Regions from separate parts of the Oryctolagus cuniculus genome. Here region 1 is linked to region 2. The links are chromatin contacts, called in public Micro-C maps. All regions are on one chromosome and are shown on one strand. The core of a region is the stretch at or near the end of the contact, and the rest is flanking DNA. Distances in the headings are between cores, read along the strand shown. Region 1 holds the start of LOC100342463 (RH-like protein). Region 2 overlaps MACO1 (macoilin 1).

Evidence for each region. A called contact is a pair of places that touch in the nucleus more often than the background predicts.
Region 1: a Micro-C map of ear pinna shows a contact between it and region 2, with 2.4 times the contacts expected there. The contact joins the promoter of LOC100342463 here to the enhancer-like site in region 2. A contact is called at or near these places in 3 of 6 Hi-C or Micro-C datasets (ear pinna, psoas muscle and an unstated tissue).

Annotation. Positions count from the first base shown.
Region 1 is chr7:145,934,289-145,939,051 of mOryCun1.1, forward strand. It overlaps LOC100342463 (RH-like protein), which reads left to right and starts at 3,386. Exons shown (of 10, transcript XM_051856661.2): 1 at 3,386-3,508. It overlaps MACO1 (macoilin 1), which reads right to left and starts at 1,222. Exons shown (of 9, transcript XM_070079065.1): 1 at 1,050-1,222. The coding sequence starts at 1,129.
Region 2 is chr7:145,853,374-145,858,020 of mOryCun1.1, forward strand. MACO1 (macoilin 1) reads right to left here. Exons shown (of 9, transcript XM_070079065.1): 9 at 4,592-4,647. Among named protein-coding and RNA genes, the nearest start is that of LDLRAP1, 31 kb to the left of the region's middle. Within about 2 kb of position 2,343, at least 5 of the 8 cell types and tissues checked have an H3K27ac peak or open chromatin away from gene starts, as enhancers often do. A contact at or near this core is called in ear pinna, where this site is marked.

The DNA.
Region 1 (4,763 bases), core at 2,136-4,635, 82 kb after region 2:
TTTGCACTTTTTCTTGACGCTTTTACCTAAAGTTAAAAACGGAAAAACGCCAGTGTTCACATGCGCAAACACCCCACGCGTGTAAACAAACAGCACGCCCGGGCCGGGCAGTCCTGTTACGGCGAGCCGGGGTCCCCCGCGTCCGCACACACTTCTCCGAGCCCCCGCGGCCCACCCCCAGCACTCGGCGAAGCGCATGTCCCCACGCCGAGAAGGCCCCTTTGCACACCCATCACCTCTCCCCCGAAGTCGCCTCCTCAGCCAGGCACGTCCCATTCAGAGCGCGCACCGTGAGCAGACCAGAAATTAGCAGCCGCGCACCAAGTCGGCTTGGGGAAGCCACCGACGTCCCTGCGCTGCCCCATGAACCTGTTGTCCTCCTCGGAGGACCGAGTGCAATTTCTATTTAAAGGGACACTGCTTTCCTTTTGGAGAAGAGACGGGGGAAAAAAAGACTTTGGAGAAAAGCTCTCGGAAACCGTTCGAGGGGACTATCTGCTCGGAATGGTCAAAATACTGTTCACCAGGAGACTGAGTCCCAGGGCAGGATTTCGGGGCGTCAGCCCCGGGTGCCAAGTTTGAGGTCCCATAAGACAGAAGGCGAAAGAAGGGGCGGCGTGGCCGCCACCCAGGGGCGCCGAGGGGCCAGGGCTGCCCAACTTCGCCAGCTCCGCACCCCCCGTGCCTAGGGTCCACGCGCGTCCGGGCTCAGGCCAGCGCGGAGAGGCCCCCCGGGCCCGACGGCGCGGGCCGGGGGCTGCGCTGCGCCGGGCGGGCAGGGGGCTCGCCGCCCCTCCCCCCGGCGGGCCCGGGCGCCCCAACGGCGGTGCGGCGGCTCCTCGGCCCGCGCCCGCCGCGCCCTCCCCACGCCCCGCGCCCCCCGGGCGGACCCCCGGCGGGCCGGCTGGCCGCTCCCGGGGCAGCGCTCGCCAGCAGAGCCCCCGGCGCGGGCGTGCGGCCTAGTCGGGGTTACATAACGGGGCCGGGGCCCCTCCGGAGCGGCGGGGGACGCGGGGCCCGCGCCCGGCGGAGGGGGCGCCGCCGCTCACCTGCCGTAGATGCCCTCGGTGATCCGGTTCCGCTTTAGGGGGCGGCGGAGCTTACTGCAGTCGGCGTTCCGCCGCTTCATCCTCCCGCTGGGGGGCCGGTGCCCGCGCCGCCCTCGCCGCCGCCGCCGCCTCTCGCCTCAGCCGCCGCCGCCGCCGCCGCCGCCGGCCCGCCCCGCGTCGGGCCTGGACTCTACCCCTGGGGCCGGTCACACAGACATGGAGCCAGCACCCGGGGGGAGGGGGTGGCACGAGGAGGGGGGGCTCAGAGCCTCCTCCGCCTTCGGAAACAAAGAAATGACAATTCCGGGGCCCGCCCGCCCAGCACCAGCCAGCCTTCTGCCCCGCCTCCTCGGCCCCGACGGACGGCCCGCGGGACCAATCGAAGACGCCGGTAGGCTGCCGATGGCCAATCCGAGGGCCCACTGGAGCAAAACGGACTCTAGAACCCGCCTCCTTGAAGGACGGAAGAATGCGCCAATCGTTATGGTGTCTGGACCCGCTGAAGGGCCTATCAGAAAAGAGTTAAATAGAGGCTTATAAATAGGCCCTATAAATATAACATCCTATATTATGCGTTGTTGCGAAGATACGCTTCAGGGTTTTGGGGTTGCGTGTGTCACTGTGTTAGAATCCATTTCAGAGCACGCCGCGCCGAAGGGCAGAGTGGGCTCTCGCCCAGCAATGGGATCCTGAAGCCCGGGCGTGCGGCGTGTGGGGTTTCTGCGCTGACATGTGCTTCAGCCCGTTGCGTCATTATGTAAGGGAGCGTCCCGGGAGCGGCGCCGGGGCCCTCGCTGCGCACGCCGGAGCGCTCGGCCAGCTCGGCCGCGTCAGCGCGCGGCGGGGGTACGAATGACAAAGCAAACCCCACACACACGGACACACACCCTGCCAGCTTCCCGCGACGTGGTGACAGCGCGGCGGCCAATCGCAGGAGGCGCGGGGCGGGGCCGCCGCGGTTCCCGCCCCCGGGCGCTGCGTCACGGGGGGCGTGGCCGTGGGGCGCGCGACGTCGCGCGAGGCCGCCGGGCTGTGCGGGGCGGCGCGGCCGGGGCTTCCACGTCCGCAGGCCGCGTTGGGTCCGCGGGACCTGTGAGGGCGCCGCCGCCGCCGCCGTCGCCGCGCCTCGTCACTGGGGGCGTGCCCGCCCCGGGGCGGGGACCGGAGCCTTGGCTGGGCTCCTGTGAGGCCGCGGCGCCGGGCCGGCGACCCTCCACCCGTAGTAGCGCTGTGCTGGGCGACTGGCGTCTCTCCCCGTTAACGCCCCTGCCATGCACGGACGGCGGAGCAACCATCAGAAAGGACCGCCAGGATTCTTGGCAGAGGGAGCTGGGGACATGCCGCCTAGGAGCCGGAGAGCCTCGCAGCCTCCGCACGACTGCTGCTGGCGTCCCGTTGCGTTGCCCTTCCTCGCACTTCCCCCACGGATGACATTACTGTACCACAGGGAACAGGGGCCGAATGGCTGTGAAGTCCCGCCTCCTGTTCTCCGGCGTACACAGCGTCTTTCCACGGTTTTGCCCCGTCCGTCACTGCAGGGCATCCCAGCACGTGGCTTGACCAGATTTCCAGCGGGGGGGGGGGGGGGGGGGGCAGTTCATTTTCCAGGGCATTTTTCAAACTTCCTGGGGAGTAGATGGACGCGGTGGACCTCTTTCCCTTATGGTCACCCCCGTATCAGCACCCACCCCGGAAGGAACCCGAATCCCAGCTGTTCCTTTCTGCTCCTTACAAACCTTCAAAGGTGGCCCAGTGCCTGGAATAGAAAGCACATTCTCTTTAGTGCCGAGTCCAGAGCCGGTCGGGTGCGGCCCTACCCTCCTCTTCCAGTGCCCCAGGCCTGCTCACTGTCCTTAAATCCCCTGCAGCTGTGTCTCCCTCCTTCCTGCCTTTGTCTCTGCGGGTGCTGTGTCTAGCATGGGGTGTCCTGGCTGAGGTGCAGCCATCCGCCTGGACCAAAAGGTCCTTGGGAACCGCATCCATTGCCTGTGGAGATGCGTTGTAGAAAGATGGCAAGAGTCCTGCTTTTTGAGACCGGGGTTGAAATTCCAGCTTGGCCACTGAACTAGATCGGGCAAGTTCCTGAGTCTCTCAGAGCCTCCCCCCCACACACACCCCGCCCCGCCCCGGGTTGATTTGAAGGCTTGGAAGGTAATGAGCTTCCTGAGCCAGGTGTACAGTAGCTAACAGTAAGTAACTGCTGTTCACGCTGGGCCTGTTTCTTGGCCCTCGCTTCTACTCTGCTACGTTGGTAGGGTAATGTTGGGTAGTCAAGAATAGCAAACTCTGCAAGCTTGGAGCTGCACCAAGGCCAGCCCATCCCTGGGAAAGGATACGGGCAGAATGCTCTGCTCGGAGCAGCAGGAAGGCACAGCTGCTGCCGAGTCACACTGGCTCCTGGAGGAAGACGCAGGAGGGGCCCGAGTTATCCGGAGGCCTGGATGCGCTAGGGAGGACAGGTACGTGGTAAGGTTCTGGCTCCAGACCCTGTGGGGACCCCAGTCCTGCGTATCCCTCATGCGCATAACTGCAAGGGCCAGAGTGGCTGAGACCCCCGCCCCCGCCTCCGTGGTGTCTCCCACTCCCTGCCATGCCCCTGCTGTCCAGGTCAGGGCCCTGGCACCCTGTGGAATGGAGAGGTGAGTGATCCAGAGGACAGGTGAGCAAGGCGCTGGGGACCTGTGCCAGACTGCTGAAGCTCCGGGTCTAGCCTGTCATCAGATAAGAGCTTGACAGGGCTGAGGCGTGGAATGGCCCGGAGCGGTCGGAGGGCTGGGTGCTGGGAGCAGAGGAAGTGCAGTCTGAGTGAGGCCCGGAGAAGGAGCCGTCCGATCCCGACACCAACCCACGGTGTCCCCGGTGGGATCACCTGCCTCCCCCGGGTCTAGATCAACTCTGGAGATGATCCTAGCCCCGTGTTCCCGCTCAAACAGGTCACATTGGCTCCACTTTATAGATGAGAAAACTGAGGTTCAGAGAAAACAAAGCCACACAGTCGGCAGAGTATAGCAAATGAGCCCAGGCGTGAGCTGAGCAAGTTCAAGCCTCGAGGCTCAGGCGCGTGCTGTGGATGTTAGGGGTGTTGATCGGGCGCTTGTCTGGGCATGGCCTTCTTGCCAGGAGCCCAAGAACAGGCCAGAGTGCAACTGCCCTTCTCCATGGCCCTCTATTCCCCTCCCACAGTCCCAGCTGCCTTTTCCCTACGCAGCCTGGCCAAGCCCTTTGGGCTGCAGCCAAGCACCAGCCTCTCCCTGCTCAGCCCCGCCGTGGCCCTCGGGGATTCTAAGGGGGAAGAGGAGAGCCCCCTGCTCCCCATCCTGCCACTCCAGTCAGGAGGCGGCGGAGACCTGCACTGGCCATTCTACAGACGAGTAAGACGAGGAAGGGAAGTAAGTAGCTCTCCTTCAAAAGGCCAGGGCCCAGACAGGAACTGAGGCTTGTCCCCCGCTCCTGGGACTTTCTGATGAGCCAGGGGTTGGGATTGACACTTGGGCTTCAGCTCAACTCAGCAGCCTGGAGGGAGATCACCACATCCTGTTCTCCAAATAAGGAAATGTGGGTTCCACCTCGGTCCGCAGCTTCAGTTCCCTCAATCGCAGGAGGGCTTTGTTCCTGGCCTACACCAGTCACAATCCGGGTGGTTTGGAAACAGCCCTACAGTTATCCTACGAAGAGGGCTGGTTAAGGAAGCTGCCGCACACCCTGGCTGTGGAA
Region 2 (4,647 bases), core at 1,093-3,592:
GGGGGGGCCTCGGGAAGCTGTCTCACACACAGAGGTGATTGTTTAACAGGCTGCTTCCGGCGGCTGTGAGGACACCTGTCGTTTGACCACGGTGGTCCTGAGTATGGCTGAGTGTCCCAGCAGCACACCATGTCCATCGAGAGCTCCAGGCAGTCAGGGGAGGGCTGTGCCCAGTCGAACACACCTGGGGAGCACCCCTGCCACCCCTCAGCTGGGCAGGGAGGCAGAATGGGTCATCTCCCAGAGTAACCGATCCAGGGCTTCCTGGTGGTGGTGGTGGGGGGGGTCAAAGGCCCCCTCGGGGTGTGCAGCTCAGCCTAGAACCCTCGGGAGCCCATCCTGAGGGTCTGCTGGGCTGGGACCCAGGCAAAGGCAGAGGAGCTGAACGCAAGCCCTGAGAGAGGAATCGAGCAGAGATGCTCCGAGCCAGCCGGAGGAGAGAGGGAGAGAGGCAGCGTGGCACCCACCCCCAGAGCCCTCCTGGTGGACGTCTTATACGATCTGCTGGCTGACCGCTGACTTGCATTGCTGGGCGCTGGGTCTAGGGCTGTGTGGGCTGCAGGCTCCCTGCAGCGAGGTCTCTCTCTCACTCTACCTCTCAAATAAATAACTAAAATCTTTTAAAAAAAAAAGAACAAACAAAACACGCTCTCAGTAGAAGCCAGAGATGAGCAGGTGGAAGACGCCACAGTGAACACGCTGCCTGGGCTGTTTCCACGTGTCATTCCTGCAGCCCTCGCGGTCGCAGACCCGCGATTTGACTTTGACTTTGACACGCCTCAGCCTCGCTGCTCAGGAAGCTTCCTTCCCTTGGCGAGCATTTGCGGAGCCTGGTCGTCGTCTGGGTTCCAGGGTCAGGAGCAGACATCCTGACGGCCGTTTCTGTCCCCCTAAAGCTGACGCTCTAAGGTGTCCCAAGGGAAAGGGACGAGATGCAGAGTTCTCCGCCTCCCGCGTGGCGGCCCTCGCAAGCTCTTTCTTCCAAAGTCTGTTTTTTTTTTTTTTTTTTTTAAGATTTTATTTTATTTATTTGAAAGAGAGTTACAGAGGGAGGTAGAGACAGAGAGAGAGGTCTTCCACCCGCTGGATCACTCCCCAGATGGCTGCAATGGCCGGAGCTGTGCTGATCTGAAGCCAGGAGCCACGAGCTTCTTCCAGGTCTCCCACGTGGGACCCAATTCTGCTGCTTTCCCAGGCCATAGCAGAGAGCTGGGTCAAAAGAGGAGCAACCGGGACAGGACTCAAACTGGCGCCCATGTGGGATGGCGGCACTGCAGGCCAGGGCTTTCACCCGCTGCGCCACAGCACCAGCCCCTCGGCGTTCTTTCTGCACGAGGTTAAGAAAGTCAGCTCAGGACGGGACTTCTAGAACAACCTGCGACCCCATCACCAGGAGGTCTTGTTAAAACGCAGTCAGGTGGGGGCGGGGCCCACACAGTGGGGCAGTGCAGGGCAAGCGGCCCAGGGGCGGAGCCCGGAGCCAGGGCCCCGCCTTCACCAGGAGTTCTAACTCCCGCCTGGGAGGCCCCGGGGAGTTTCCAACCTGCTCTTTTGCTTCCTGTCTCTTTCAGGCGGGCTGCAAGGGACCTTCCTGAAAACCGGGGAGGAAATGCCCTGGCCCCCGAGGTGAGGGGAGGCCCCGAGCTAAGGGTGGCGAAACCGGGAGCTGCCTCCCATCCCTGTCTGAGGGCCCTGCTGTGCTCCAGGGCCCCGCAGGAAGCCGAGCAGAGGCGGCCAGTGCAGCTGGGCTGCGGGAACCCGGCACTCACAGGTCTGGCGGGGGGCCTCCCCTTCCAGGCCCTGCTGCCAACAGTTTCTGGGGTCCGACTTCACTGACCTGCTCCGAGGCAGGTTTCTGCTGTCCCTCTCTAGGGGTCTCCGTGCAGTATGGATGGCACGGTTGGGGAACGGTTGGGTGGGGCTGGGACATGGCATAGGAGCAGGCCCGCTCCCTCCCTGCCGGCTGGGGGAGTCACAGGAAAGCGTTCACTCCCGCTTTATGGGATCTCTTGGCGAAGATGATTCCAGGGACACTTCCTTATGCACACTTGGCAGATGTCAACAGAGATGTCAGAACACTCGGCCCGCCCTTCCTGTGAGCCGTAACCATCCAGCAGGCCAACCGATGCTTCCTGGCATGCGGTCAATTACAATGCACTGAGACGTGGAGCCACTGTGGGATGCGCATAAAATAACAAAGACAACTGGAGACTTCCTGGGTGGAAAGGAGAGAGACTTCCTGGGTGGAAAGGAGAGAGCCGTAGGCAGACAGCCCTGCAGGGAGAGCGGCACCCCGGCTGGCCTCGGTGTTTCCCCTGGGGGATTCCCTTCACGGTACTGAGTGTGCTGTGTCTGCAAGTGGCTTAATAGCCCAGCCTCTGGAAGACTACCCAGGGGTCAGGACGCAGGGTGAGGTGCCAGCAGCAGAGTTTTCCAAAACTCCAGCCAAGATCAGTTGCAACAATGGCCAAAAACGGCCGCTGGCTCCTCGGAGGCGAGCACAGAGCCTCCGCGGACCAGGATGACACAAGCGGTGGCCTTGGAGCGCAGCTCCGGATCTGAGCAGGTAGCAGGCCCAGCAGGGTACCGGTCACTCTGCAGCCAAACAAGATTCCAGAAATTCGGAGCACAGGCATGGGTGAAGGAAACTTGCTTGCAAGATTTGCTCATTGACACTCCCCACCCCTGACCCTAACTTGCTTTTTTAGGAAAGGAGGGTGGTACTGGAAAACAAGTTGGCCTTGGCTGGAATCAAATGCCAGAGCGGGGAGGGTGGGAGGGAGAGAGAGAGGAGGGAATGAGGAGAGAGGGGCAGAGGGGGAGAGAGAGAGGGGAAAGAGAGGGAGAGATGGGGAGAGAGAGGGGCAGAGGTGGAGAGAGATGGGGAGAGAGGGGCAGAGGGAGAGAGAAGGAGGGGCAGGGACAGAGAGAGAGAGGACAAATGCGAGTGTTTACATGTTGGAGAACAGCAATCAAATTCACATGCACCCTGGCCCTTGGCGGGGCTCCTCTGGGTCGGTGCCTGCTCCCGGCCCGCTGACACTGATGGCAGATGGGCGGAGAGAAGGAGGGACCAAGACAGTGAGCGCGAAGCCCTGCTCAGTCTACCTTGCTGTGCCCTCCTGAACAGTTAAAAAGGCAAAAACCAAAACCAAAACCAAAAAAAAAAACAAAAAAAAACAAAAAAAAAACTAGTTTTAGCCATAAGAAAATGTTTATTCTTTTGAACCCCACAAGGAAAAAAAGAATGCAGCCAAGACCAAGTATTAACGAAAAGTGTCCCAAAAGGCAGCAAAATGGGGGCTCCCTCAACACGATTCTCCACGTTGTTGCACAGAGATGGAGAGAGCTATGACAATTCTAAGTAACACTTTCGTGGCAACAGTTACACAAGAGGATTCCAAAAATGCAAATGGCAGCAACATGCACACCTGGCTAAAGCTAGAAGCTTTTTTTTTCTTAATCCCAAAATAAGATCTGTGATTGAAGGATGGTTCTTTTTAATGCTTCTATTTTACTGACTTGCTTGTCCTACTTAGATTGCTTTAAATAAGACATACATGCCAATTAACTAGAGGGACCATGTCCTTCCAGAACCCATGGCAAGCAAGCAAGACCAGCCTATTTGGTTTCTTAATTTTTCCTAGTTTCCAAATATAATTTACTTGTCCCACTCTCCCAATCCCTCCCCCTCCTTCCTGTTTCTTAAACACTTCCAAAAGTTGCCTTGCAAACTCTTTTCTATCCACGTATAATACACGCGTGAAACTTGTACTTTGTGCAGTTTTGAATTTAAAAGTCTTAAAAAAGAAAAAGCCCTCCTTGGCACAAGAGCTGGGGAATAGTCAAGCTTCTTTTAAATGGTCAAACACAAGATGATGAGAAGTGGAGAAAACAGTTAAATGAAATGGAAGGGGAAAAAACCCCTAGACCTTAGCTTTTATTAGCCGCCGTCAGAGTCTCGCACGCATGCACGCACGCACACCGCCCGGCTCCCGGGCCGGCTGCTTTACCAGGGACGAGCACACAGCACACGGCGCCTTCCGGGGAGAGGAACGCAAGATGCAGCGGCCGCGGCCATGCCGAGCCCAGCTGCCCACCAGCATTACGGCAGGACCCACGTGAGTGTGACGGAGAAGACAGGGATGGCATGGGGGGGGGGGTGAGGACGACGCGTTTGCTCTGGACGCCTTTCCCAAGGCACTGAGGAAGGCTGCTGCCGGCCATCTCCTCGGCCTGAACACACCAGGGGTACCAGGACTTCCCACGCAACCGTGCACACACGCCAGGGCAAAGCCCCGGCCCCCGCTTACGTCACGCGCCTGGAATCTGAGGGGCTGGAGGGGCAACCGATTTGTTTCCTGTAACATCAGGAATCTTCTTTAATGTGGCTGGGGAATCAAGGCTGTCGGCTTACTTCACTTCTACTCTAAAAACTAACTTTCCATTATCAACCCGTGTGAATCCAATGTGCAGTTTTTGCTTTTTTTCTTTTTTTAAGAACAAAACAAAGGGTGGAAAAGCAAAAACTCTGCTTTTTTTTTTCCTTCAAGAGGGAACTATGTAAGAATACATAAAAGGCAAAATTGGCTACTTGAAATCCAAGAATGGTTTTAATGTGTTGGCCGAAAAAAATAAACTGCAAAG